Regions from separate parts of the Mus musculus genome. Here regions 1 and 2 are each linked to region 3. Evidence: chromatin contacts called from public Hi-C and Micro-C data. All regions are on one chromosome and are shown on one strand. Each heading gives the region's core, a stretch centred on a gene start, on an enhancer-like site or on the middle of the called end of the contact. The rest is flanking DNA. Distances are from core to core; before and after follow the strand shown. Region 1 has its middle 31 kb from the start of 2310039L15Rik. Region 2 has its middle 41 kb from the start of 5730420D15Rik. Region 3 has its middle 57 kb from the start of Gm29684.

Region 1 (3,045 bases), core at 399-2,898, 280 kb after region 3:
TGCACCACCACTGCCCAGCGAAATGCCACTCTTAAAAGATACATTGTCACATGTGTGACACACACTTGTACCCTTCCCCTGCCTCCATTTAATATTAGCTCATGAGTAGTTATATTATCCAAGTTGTATAAACAGTATTTTCAAAATTATTAGCATATACTAATTGTACATGGTAATAAGAACATGTCTATAATGTACTTGGATCTTTTTTTTCACCCATTATTAATCTCTCTTCTATTCCCTTTCCCCTCACCTAGTGTCCTAGGGTGATTGTGGGTGGGTGGGCAGGTGGATGGTTGTGGGGGTGGGGATAGATGGACGAATGGGTTTTATAAAGGTATTCTTCCACCGGTGTATACCAGAAGACACTTTCAACTCTTCCACAACAAGATGGATTAGCTTACAAAACAAATTAGATTCACAAGCTGAGTCTATTGGATGTAATTACAGCTGTGGAGTGTAACCATCCTTTCTAGGCATTCCCTGAAGACAGCAGCTCTCCTCAAAGCAATTCCACCGAAAGAAATCCGCCTCCAAAATGTTGCTCCTGACAACCTTGATACTGAGTAGATATTGAATGGAATGAGGATGCCGCATAGTCAAACGTCCAGCAACAGAAAAATCCCTTGAAGTAACTTACACCCCTAGAGTTACTATGAGAGAGCCAATGACATGTGCCATGGCAGTGTTCACAGCAGCCAGGTGAAGCAATCTGCCTGGGTTCCCATTAATGGGTGATACAGAAAGTGTGCTGCCAGTACCTGATTATTTAGTCATAAAGAACAAAATACCATTCGCAGGATAATGGATGAAACTGGAGCTCATCAGATTATGTGAAGTAGACCAGGCTCAGAACCACAATCATCACACACGTTCCCTCACATATGGAGTCTGGTTTTCTTTCTTGAGGCATAAAAGTAAAAGAAATGTTATTTGGGAAGAATAAGCACACCTAGGGTGGGGGAAAAGGAAAGATAAAAAAGAAAGTTCTGATGGGGTGAAAATGAGCCAAGTACATTGTAGACATGAACTCATGACTATACACAATTGATATATGCTAATTGTTTTGAAAGTGCTATTTATATAGCTTGGATAATAAATACTCATTGTCCAATATTCAATGGGAGAAAAAAGGGTACAAGTTTGTGGCGCATGTGTAACAATGTACCGTCTAAGTGAGTTTTTCTTAAACATTAAAAGACACCAAATAACTGACTGTACTGACCCGTGCCTGCCCAAGTGCTTCAGACGAAGTGACAGGAGACAAACAAAACCCAGATTCTCCAAAGCCTTAAAGAGCTGGGGTGCTCTTAAATAATTACATTATAAAGAAACAGATGGCTGCAAATTAAAATACACTGCGTTCTGTCTCCAGCCAGTCAGAATGGCAGGCATCAAGAAAACAAACAGCAAACACTGGCCACATTCGGACAAAGGGAGCTCTTCTATACCCCTGGTAGGAAGGTAAACTGGTCCAGTCACTGAGGCAATCAGTATCGAGGTCTCTCAAACAACTAACTAGGGCATGAGCCACTTCTAGGTGTTTCCCTGAGGGACTTGGGAAACCATCACAGAGGTACCTGCACGTCTGTGGTTATCGGCAGCTCTAGTCTACAGTAGCTGATTACGAAGTCAGCACAGAGGCATGAATAAAGAGAGTGTGGTCTATCTACACAACGGGAACATGAAGTTACGCTGCTCGTGTGGAAGTAGATATGACTGGAGACGATCCAATTAAACGAATTCAGCCAGCTTCAGAAAGAAAAAAAAAATAGAACATGTTTTCTTTCATTTGTGGTTCCTGGATTTTTTTTTTTTTTTATAGATACATGAAATCATGTATGAATATCTGACCTACAGGCAGAAGTGAAACTGTCTTGGGGAAGAAATGAAACTAACAGGAGGCGGGAAAGGAGGGGGTAGGGGCTTTAGGGGAATATGCTCAACATATAATATATATTATATCAATTTTTATTTAAAAAATTTAAAAAAATTAAAATTAAGAGTTAGAGAAATTTCTCCATGGTTAAATCTGTGTCCTGCTCTTGTAGAGGACATGAGGTGGGTTCCCTGTACACTCGTTGGGCGGCTTATGTTGGTTATAGCTCCAGTTCCCGGTTGAATCCAATACCTCTGATCACTGTAAGCATTTGCATTCACATACACATACCCACACGGGAGATGCATGACTACAAACAATAGAAATAAATCTAGACACCCTACACAATAGCGATGAAGGAGAGCAACAGTTGGTGATTGGAGTATGAATGGCGTTAGATTGTCACTATAATATTCAGCCGGCGGAAGCTGCCTTCCTCTGTGGACCCTATGTAGGCTAAAAGCCACCGAGGCCGAAACAGACTCTGCTCAGGGATTCGGCAAGCAGACAGACATTTCCGGGAATGACCAGAGCGGGGGGAGGGGGGGCTACGGGGTGTGTGTGTGTGTGTGTGTGTGTGTGTGTGTGTGTGTGTCTATGTTTAACTTGTTCATATAAACATGTTTAGCTTGGTCCAATGAAAAAAATCTGGGGCCTCATTTGTAGTCTTGGCTCCACAATTCCACGTTACTGGGGTCCGTTACTCTCAAAGGTCTCAGGATCTTTAACCAAACACACACGGGGTCGATGTTATATCTTGTAAAATTTCTGTGAGGTTTAAAGATTATTGCTTTCCCCTTGTTGTTTTTGAGATAGAGCCTCACATCTGTAGCCCAGGCAGGTCTAAAATGCACTGTAGACCAGGCTAGTTTCACGTTCATGGCACGCCTCCTGTCTTATTATCCTGAGCACTGAAGTTACGGTTGTGAGCCACACATCTGACTGCAGGTTTGTAGAGGGTACTTTCGTTCACCTTACTGAGGCTTGTGAAACTTTTTTTGTTTGTTTGTTGTTGTTGTTGTTGTTTTTGAGACAGGGTTTCTCTGTGTAGCCCTGACTGTCCTGGAACTCTGTAGATCAGGCTGTCCTCGAACTCAGAGAGCCGCCTGCCTCTACGTCCTGAGTGCCCAGACTAAAGGTGTGCGCCACCACCTCGGGGCTTGTGA
Region 2 (2,912 bases), core at 331-2,830, 370 kb after region 3:
TAGTAGGAACTAGCATAAGGTAAACAAATACAGCTACCAGATTAATTCATCGATTACACTTATATTAAGAATAATTAATTCTTTTTTTTTTTTTTTTTTTTTTTTTTTTTTTTGGTCTTTCGAGACAGGGTTTCCCTGTATAACCCTGGCTGTCCTGGAACTCACTTTGTAGACCAGGCTAGCCTGGAACTCAGAAATCCGCCTGCCTCTGCCTCCCAAGTGCTGGGATTAAAGGCATGCGCCACCACCGCCCGGCGTTTTCTTTCTTTCTTTTTTTTTTTTAATTTATTTATTATATGTAAGTACACTGTAGCTGTCTTCAGACATGCCAGAAGAGGGCGTCAGAGCTCATTTTGGATGGTTGTGAGCCACCATGTGGTTGCTGGGATTTGAACTCAGGACCTTCTAGAGAGCAGTCAGTGCTCTTAACCGCTGAGCCATCTCTCCAGCCCGGTAATTAATTCTTAATATAACAGGCAACCTCCAAGTCCCTCCCTCTCCCCTTATGACAGACCTCCCCTAACAAAGCCAACCTAATCCTTCCCCAAAGCTCCATAACTGGGAATGCAGCATCGAAACACAGGAGCCCATGGGCACCACTCTCATCCCGCCGCACTGTCTGTATTAACAGGGCTCAAGACCTTAAAACCTACTTTGGCAGGTTTTCTAATGCATACCATCAGTTTTGACTCCCTCTTCAAGGGTCGTGTGTCCCTGAGTAAGAGCTAGGCAAGCATCCTAGTCTTATAAGCCGTTGCTGAATTTTAAAAACAAGCCCATTTTCTGAGGCGCGTCAAAGTAACTGAGGAGTGATAAAGACTAATGTTGGCTCCTTTAACTCTTGTTTCTTATCAGAACCACATTCACAGCTAAAGAAGAGGGGCCATCTGTGCATTTACAGCTAAAGAAGGAACATCTATGCCTTTACTTGCTTGTCATAACGTCAAGCTAGGAAGCCAACTGACTGGAAAAAAAAAGAGGGCTATGTGAAATTCTGTTAGGTTAGATTAGCCATCTTTTAAATGTCTTATTTTATTCTACGCATATGGGTATTTTGCCTGCTTGAGTGAATGTGTGCCTACTGCCCCCAGAGCCCAGAAAATGGCATTGGATCCCCTCAGACTGGAGGTACAGATGTGTGTGTGAGTCACTATGTGGGTTCTGGGATACAGATACTCACCCATGACGTCTGGAATCACAGAGCCATGTCTCCAGCCCCTGGATCAGTCATCATCAAGACTGTGTGCGCCTGGACTTTGGAAGGGAATGCACAGCTGAAGTATCCCTGAACAGCCTTGCTTATTAAAACAGAATCCTGAGCACCCACTCTCATCAATCAAATGGTGAAAGGCCTTTGTGGTGATGCTTTCCAAAATGGAAGGAGATTTTATTGCAGACTGTTGCTTTTTCCCTTTGTATGTGTGCATGTGTGTATGTAAGTTGTGGGGGAGGAGCAGTGGAGGCCAGAGGTCATCAGATGTCCTGCTCTTGGCATGATCTTGATCTGCCTTGTTCCTCTGAGACAGGCCCTCTGACTCAGAGCTATGCTGGAAACCAGCAAGTGTCAGCAATATCTCCCCCAGCTCTGCTCCCAACAGCACTGGGATTTGCAGGCACCTGCAAGGCCACGCCCAGTTTTTTAGGTGAGTAGTGGGGGTTTGAACTCAGATTCTCATGCTTGCTTAGCAACTGCTCTTACCTACAGAACCATCTACCCCGCCTCTGGTGCATAGCATTTTATCTTCTTGTTTCTTTTTTTTTTTTTTTTTTTCTTTTTTTTTTTTTTTCTGGAACAATTCTCAGAAAAATTTCTACTTTCCAAGGAACCCAGTGTGTCAATCTTGTCAGCGTTATCAGTACAGGGTTCTTGAAGGAAACAAACAGTTCCTTGTCCTAATTCAAGGTGGAGTGTTTGCTGACTGCATCGGACGGCTGTCACATTTGGATCAGAAGCCGGTTCAGCAGGAATTCTCTTTACACAATGGTCTGATTCATACAAGAAGTATTAAGCTTGAAACTTGACTTTTTCTCTTTCCACAAAGCCAAATGTAACTGATTGGTCATGACGGCATCCCACCTCGGGAGAAATCAACCCATAATGAGAGCACACGAAGGTTCCTTTCTGGATAAATAAAAGAGATTGACCACAACAAAGAGTAGAGTCTTCAGCAAGATGTCTACTATATATGTTTATTAGTCTGCCTTCCATCTCTCTAACAATGCCTGAACAAACCAACTCTGTGTGTGTGTGTGTGTGTGTGTGTGTGTGTGTGTGTGTGTGTGTGTGCTTGCGTGTAGTATGCAATGTTTATGTAGGTTTGCTCGCCTGTGCATGTACATGTCCATGTGTACACATGTAGAGGCCAGAGCTGAACATCTGGTGTCTTCTTTCCACTTTGTTTTTTTGAAACAGGTTCTCTCCCTGAACCTGGAGTTCACTGGTTCAACTGCACTGACTGGCCAGCAAGCCATTGGGGTCTGCCTAAGACCTGGAGGCACTGATAGGCCTCATGGTGCCCAGCTTTTATATGGGTACCAGGAATGGAGCTCACCTCCTTGTGCCTGCACAGCAAACACTTTAACCACCGAGCCATCTCCTCAGCCCAGGAAAGAGGTTCTTTTGGCTCCCGGTTTTGGAAGACTTGATCTATGGTGGGTTTGCCTCACTGTTTCATGCCTGTGGGAAGGCACCACACCCTCGAGGGCTTGTGGAAGGGGTTCTCAGCAGAGCAAAACCACTTCCCTTACAGCAGGGAAATAAAAAGGAAGAAAGGAAGAAGAGAAGACACAAGGTTCTGTTGCCCTCTTCAGTAATGTTCTCTGTTGGGGCTGGAGAGATCGCTCAACAATTACAAAGATTTCCTGCTCTTCTAGAAGACCAGCAGTTAGCTCCAAGGACCTACATCTGTTGG
Region 3 (3,367 bases), core at 257-2,756:
ATTGAGCTCCCACTTCTCTTTTCTTCCCATTATCTGGGTAATCTTTCTTTCTTCCTGTTCCTCTTGAGTAAGTGCCACCCATCCTCCGAGGTTCTTTTGAAGGCTAATGTATTTGCTGTTTATATGCTGACTAATGGATGAGACTGAAGTGTGTGTGGCAGGAAGCGAGTCCCTTGCTCTCAAACCTGCCTTTCTGCTTAGTAAGTATTGGTTAATTGCTGGCACAGTTGAGAGGCTCAATCTGTAGTGGCAGATCTGAGCAGCATCACAGTTGGTAACGGTGCTAGGAGATCAGCAGACAGCTACGTTTTTCCCCTTCCCAGTCACATAGAAAAGATTGGCCTTGACAGACCTCTATCCGGGCAAGTATATTAGGGCATAATGTGGCACTCCAGAATAGTGGAAAAGACTCAGTTCTGTTTAAACATATTTTATCTCATCACCATTCAGTCTGCAAATACTCACTGTGCAATGACCCTGTACCAGGCGCTCTGCTAAGTACTTTACATAAGTCACCTTGCTTGACGTTCATCATAAATCCCATTAGGTTGTTAATATTAGGTTCCTACTGACGCGTGGGGACACAGATACGCAGGGGAGTTAAATAACTTGCCTAGGGTCACTAGAAAACAACAACAAAGCCAAGAAGAGTCCATCCCAGGCTGCCTGATTGCTAGAAGCTGAGTGCTGACCCAGGCTTCCAGCCATGCCTTCAATAAGTACAGGCTCCTCCTTCCATCCTAGAAACCAGGAGAGACTATTTAGAAGACAGGTTATTGGGATTCACAGAAGCCCTACAGACAAACACAAGCTGTCATGGAGCACACAGCAGGCCATGGGAAGGCTCCCGGGATGTCACATGCATGTGGTATTTCCTACAACAAGCTGAGGAAGGCCAATGATGCAGGGCTCTCCATACCAAGGTCATGAAAGAACCCACAAAGTGAACGGCCGTGGGAAGGGCGTGACTGTGTATTATAAAGACAGATAGGGAGTCGGCAGAGGAGGGAGACTGGGGTGTCTCACTGGGGTTCCAGAACAATGGTACTGACTGTATGCCAGGGTGGCAGGGTTCTACGAAGAGAAGAATGATGTAGTAATCCGACGTATGCATCAGGGAGCTAACTCAGTTTGTAGTTTGAAGTTAAATGAAGTGGGTGGGGTAGGGTGCATATGCCTCTAAACCAGCACAGAGAAGGCAGGGTACACTCAGAGCCAGCCTGGACTTCATAAAAAGATTCCGCCAAGAAAGAAAGGGGGGAATGTGTAGCAGGCTCCTCCCTTTCCAGCAGAACCCAGGGCTTGTTCAGCATTCTCTTCTCACAACCATGGCTGTTAATAAGAATCTTCCGAGATGTTCTGGAGAGGTTTTCTCCCTCCTGCGTGAAGCCTGACAGGACAGATGGCTGTCCTGTCTCTGACTACGCCGAGTACAGCACTCAGAAGGGATCAGGTGGACTAGCTGGAGGATGAAGCTGCCACTTGGGGGAGTTTGAGGCTAAGAGATGCAGAGGGCTCAGTGTAACCATGGCTGACAGACGCGCTTCGGCCCTGAAGCAGCAGATCCTTGGAAGGAAACTGCTCGTTGGTTTGCTGACTTGCTATTTTCTTTTAGGATTGTTGCTTCTGGCAAACCTAGGCAGAAGGCTCGCTGCCACCACACCAAAGCTGGTTTCTGGCTTTTGTCTGGAGACATCTCCTCTCAGTCCTGCCACTCTCATCCTCCCTGTGTGGGACACACACGAGCTTTCAACATGCCCACAAACCCCTCGGTTTCCAATTGAGTTCAACACCAGTAAGCTTCGGATTGGGTGGGGGCAGACTAGTGAATTTAGAGTGCTGAGTTCCTGTTACCTGGGAACCTGCCTATGGTTACCGTATAACTCTAATTTTTTCAAAGTCTATTTTTAATGATGGTTATTAAATGCTTTAACCTCCCTTTCAACCCACCAACCCACCATAGGCAGTGGAAAAGAAAGGATACAAAGGCAGTGGACCTGTTTAGAGGGGTTCTTTGGAGCAACTCCCATCTGTGTCGTCTGGAAATTGACAGTTCTGTTCACAGGTTAGCTACAGCAGCCTGATCCACTCACAGGCACTTTAACTGAGACACCAGCAGACCAGTTCAGTAAAGTTAGAGTTAGCAAACAGGAATCAGCAGCGGTGGCATGACCTAGCAGAGACAGCCAGGCCTCAGCCTTGGCACAAGTCAGTAGGAGGGATGGCAGAAGTTCTTGGCTGTGCCTCTCTCAGCAAAGTGAAGATCAGTGAAGACAGTGGAGACACAAGACCAACAAGCATTGCACAGCTAGCTCTATAAGCAAGCCTAGCTCAGCCTCCATCACTGTCCATTGAGTCCTTTTTATACTCCCTGCAAATATGTGTCCTCCACAGGTCTCGCCTCAGCACATGTGTCTGTCTCAGCTGACACCACTCTGCCAATCAGCCCAAGTCCTTGGAATTGGCAAGAAACTGCAGCACACCACCCAAAGTTTTTCGGCATGTTTCTCTCTATGGAGTCTTGACAAATGCAGCTCAACTACACAAAGGAAGGTGGACCAATACATGCTTTGCTAGTGAGGAATCCTTCATCATATGTCCTTTCACCTTCTTGCTTTAGCAGAACGTTCTTTTTCATGTGTCCACTTCAGCTAAACATTCCTTCACATGTTTGCCCCAGCAAAACACCATCCAACCGACTTTCCGAAGAACTCTTACGTTTCCACTTCACTACAATCCTTATGGAAACTCTCTAACTCCTATAAAGCAATCCATTCCCCAAGCCTCTAGATTCCAGAAAATGCTCCCTGCTGTTGCTCCTTGTCTAACGTGGGGAAACCCTGCATCCCACTCCTTCACTGATCATGCCTGGGTAACTATCAGCTCTCTGGTTTTCTAGAACCCCACCTTGAGTCTACTTCTCTGTTGTGTTGGGATTTCAGCAGGGCTTGTTCATGGTGCTCATCTGGGGCATTTGAAAAACAGATGCCAGGGCAAACTTTAATAAGTAAGCACAGTCAAACCGCAACCCCAAGAAGCCAATCGGGGAGAAACACCAGACAGGAGCATTATAGACTACTGTACAATCCAGCAGAGGTTTGCCAAGACTGATGGGAAGTCTCAGGCCAAAGGCAGACATCAGAGGAGTCCTCTGTCTCCTAGGATAGGCTGTCTCATTCTTACTGGGCTCGATCCCTGCTTAGGACAGAGTATGGCCTCTATGGAAATCTAGTGTTGGGCTCCAGAGCACATACTTCTCTCCTGTGAGAGGCAGCCGATGAGGTATGATTTTTTTTCAGGGACCCCCCCACATTCATTCCATCAACACTTAAGAAAAAAAAAATTATGTGAGTACACTGTCGCTTTC

The links. A called contact is a pair of places that touch in the nucleus more often than the background predicts.
Region 1: a Hi-C map of the N1E-115 cell line shows a contact between it and region 3, with 3 times the contacts expected there. The contact joins two enhancer-like sites. A contact is called at or near these places in 3 of 484 Hi-C or Micro-C datasets (the N1E-115 cell line, bone marrow-derived macrophages and nephron progenitors) and 3 of 115 datasets of contacts at active chromatin or transcription factors (bone marrow-derived macrophages, embryonic basal ganglia and embryonic stem cells).
Region 2: a contact with region 3 is called in a Micro-C map of muscle stem cells, with 4 times the contacts expected there. The contact joins two enhancer-like sites. A contact is called at or near these places in 4 of 15 datasets of contacts at CTCF or cohesin (the NIH/3T3 cell line, large pre-B cells, pro-B cells and 1 more), 13 of 484 Hi-C or Micro-C datasets (CD4 T cells, CD8 T cells, the G1E-ER4 cell line and 10 more) and 10 of 115 datasets of contacts at active chromatin or transcription factors (the 230-238 cell line, embryonic basal ganglia, embryonic stem cells and 1 more).

Annotation. Positions count from the first base shown.
Region 1 is chr10:95,366,118-95,369,162 of GRCm38.p6, forward strand. No RefSeq gene overlaps it. Among named protein-coding and RNA genes, the nearest start is that of 2310039L15Rik, 31 kb to the left of the region's middle. Within about 2 kb of position 1,649, at least 21 of the 459 cell types and tissues checked have an H3K27ac peak or open chromatin away from gene starts, as enhancers often do. A contact at or near this core is called in the N1E-115 cell line, where this site is marked.
Region 2 is chr10:95,456,676-95,459,587 of GRCm38.p6, forward strand. No RefSeq gene overlaps it. Among named protein-coding and RNA genes, the nearest start is that of 5730420D15Rik, 41 kb to the left of the region's middle. Within about 2 kb of position 1,581, at least 24 of the 459 cell types and tissues checked have an H3K27ac peak or open chromatin away from gene starts, as enhancers often do. A contact at or near this core is called in muscle stem cells, where this site is marked.
Region 3 is chr10:95,086,850-95,090,216 of GRCm38.p6, forward strand. No RefSeq gene overlaps it. Among named protein-coding and RNA genes, the nearest start is that of Gm29684, 57 kb to the right of the region's middle. Within about 2 kb of position 1,507, at least 39 of the 459 cell types and tissues checked have an H3K27ac peak or open chromatin away from gene starts, as enhancers often do. A contact at or near this core is called in the N1E-115 cell line and muscle stem cells, where this site is marked.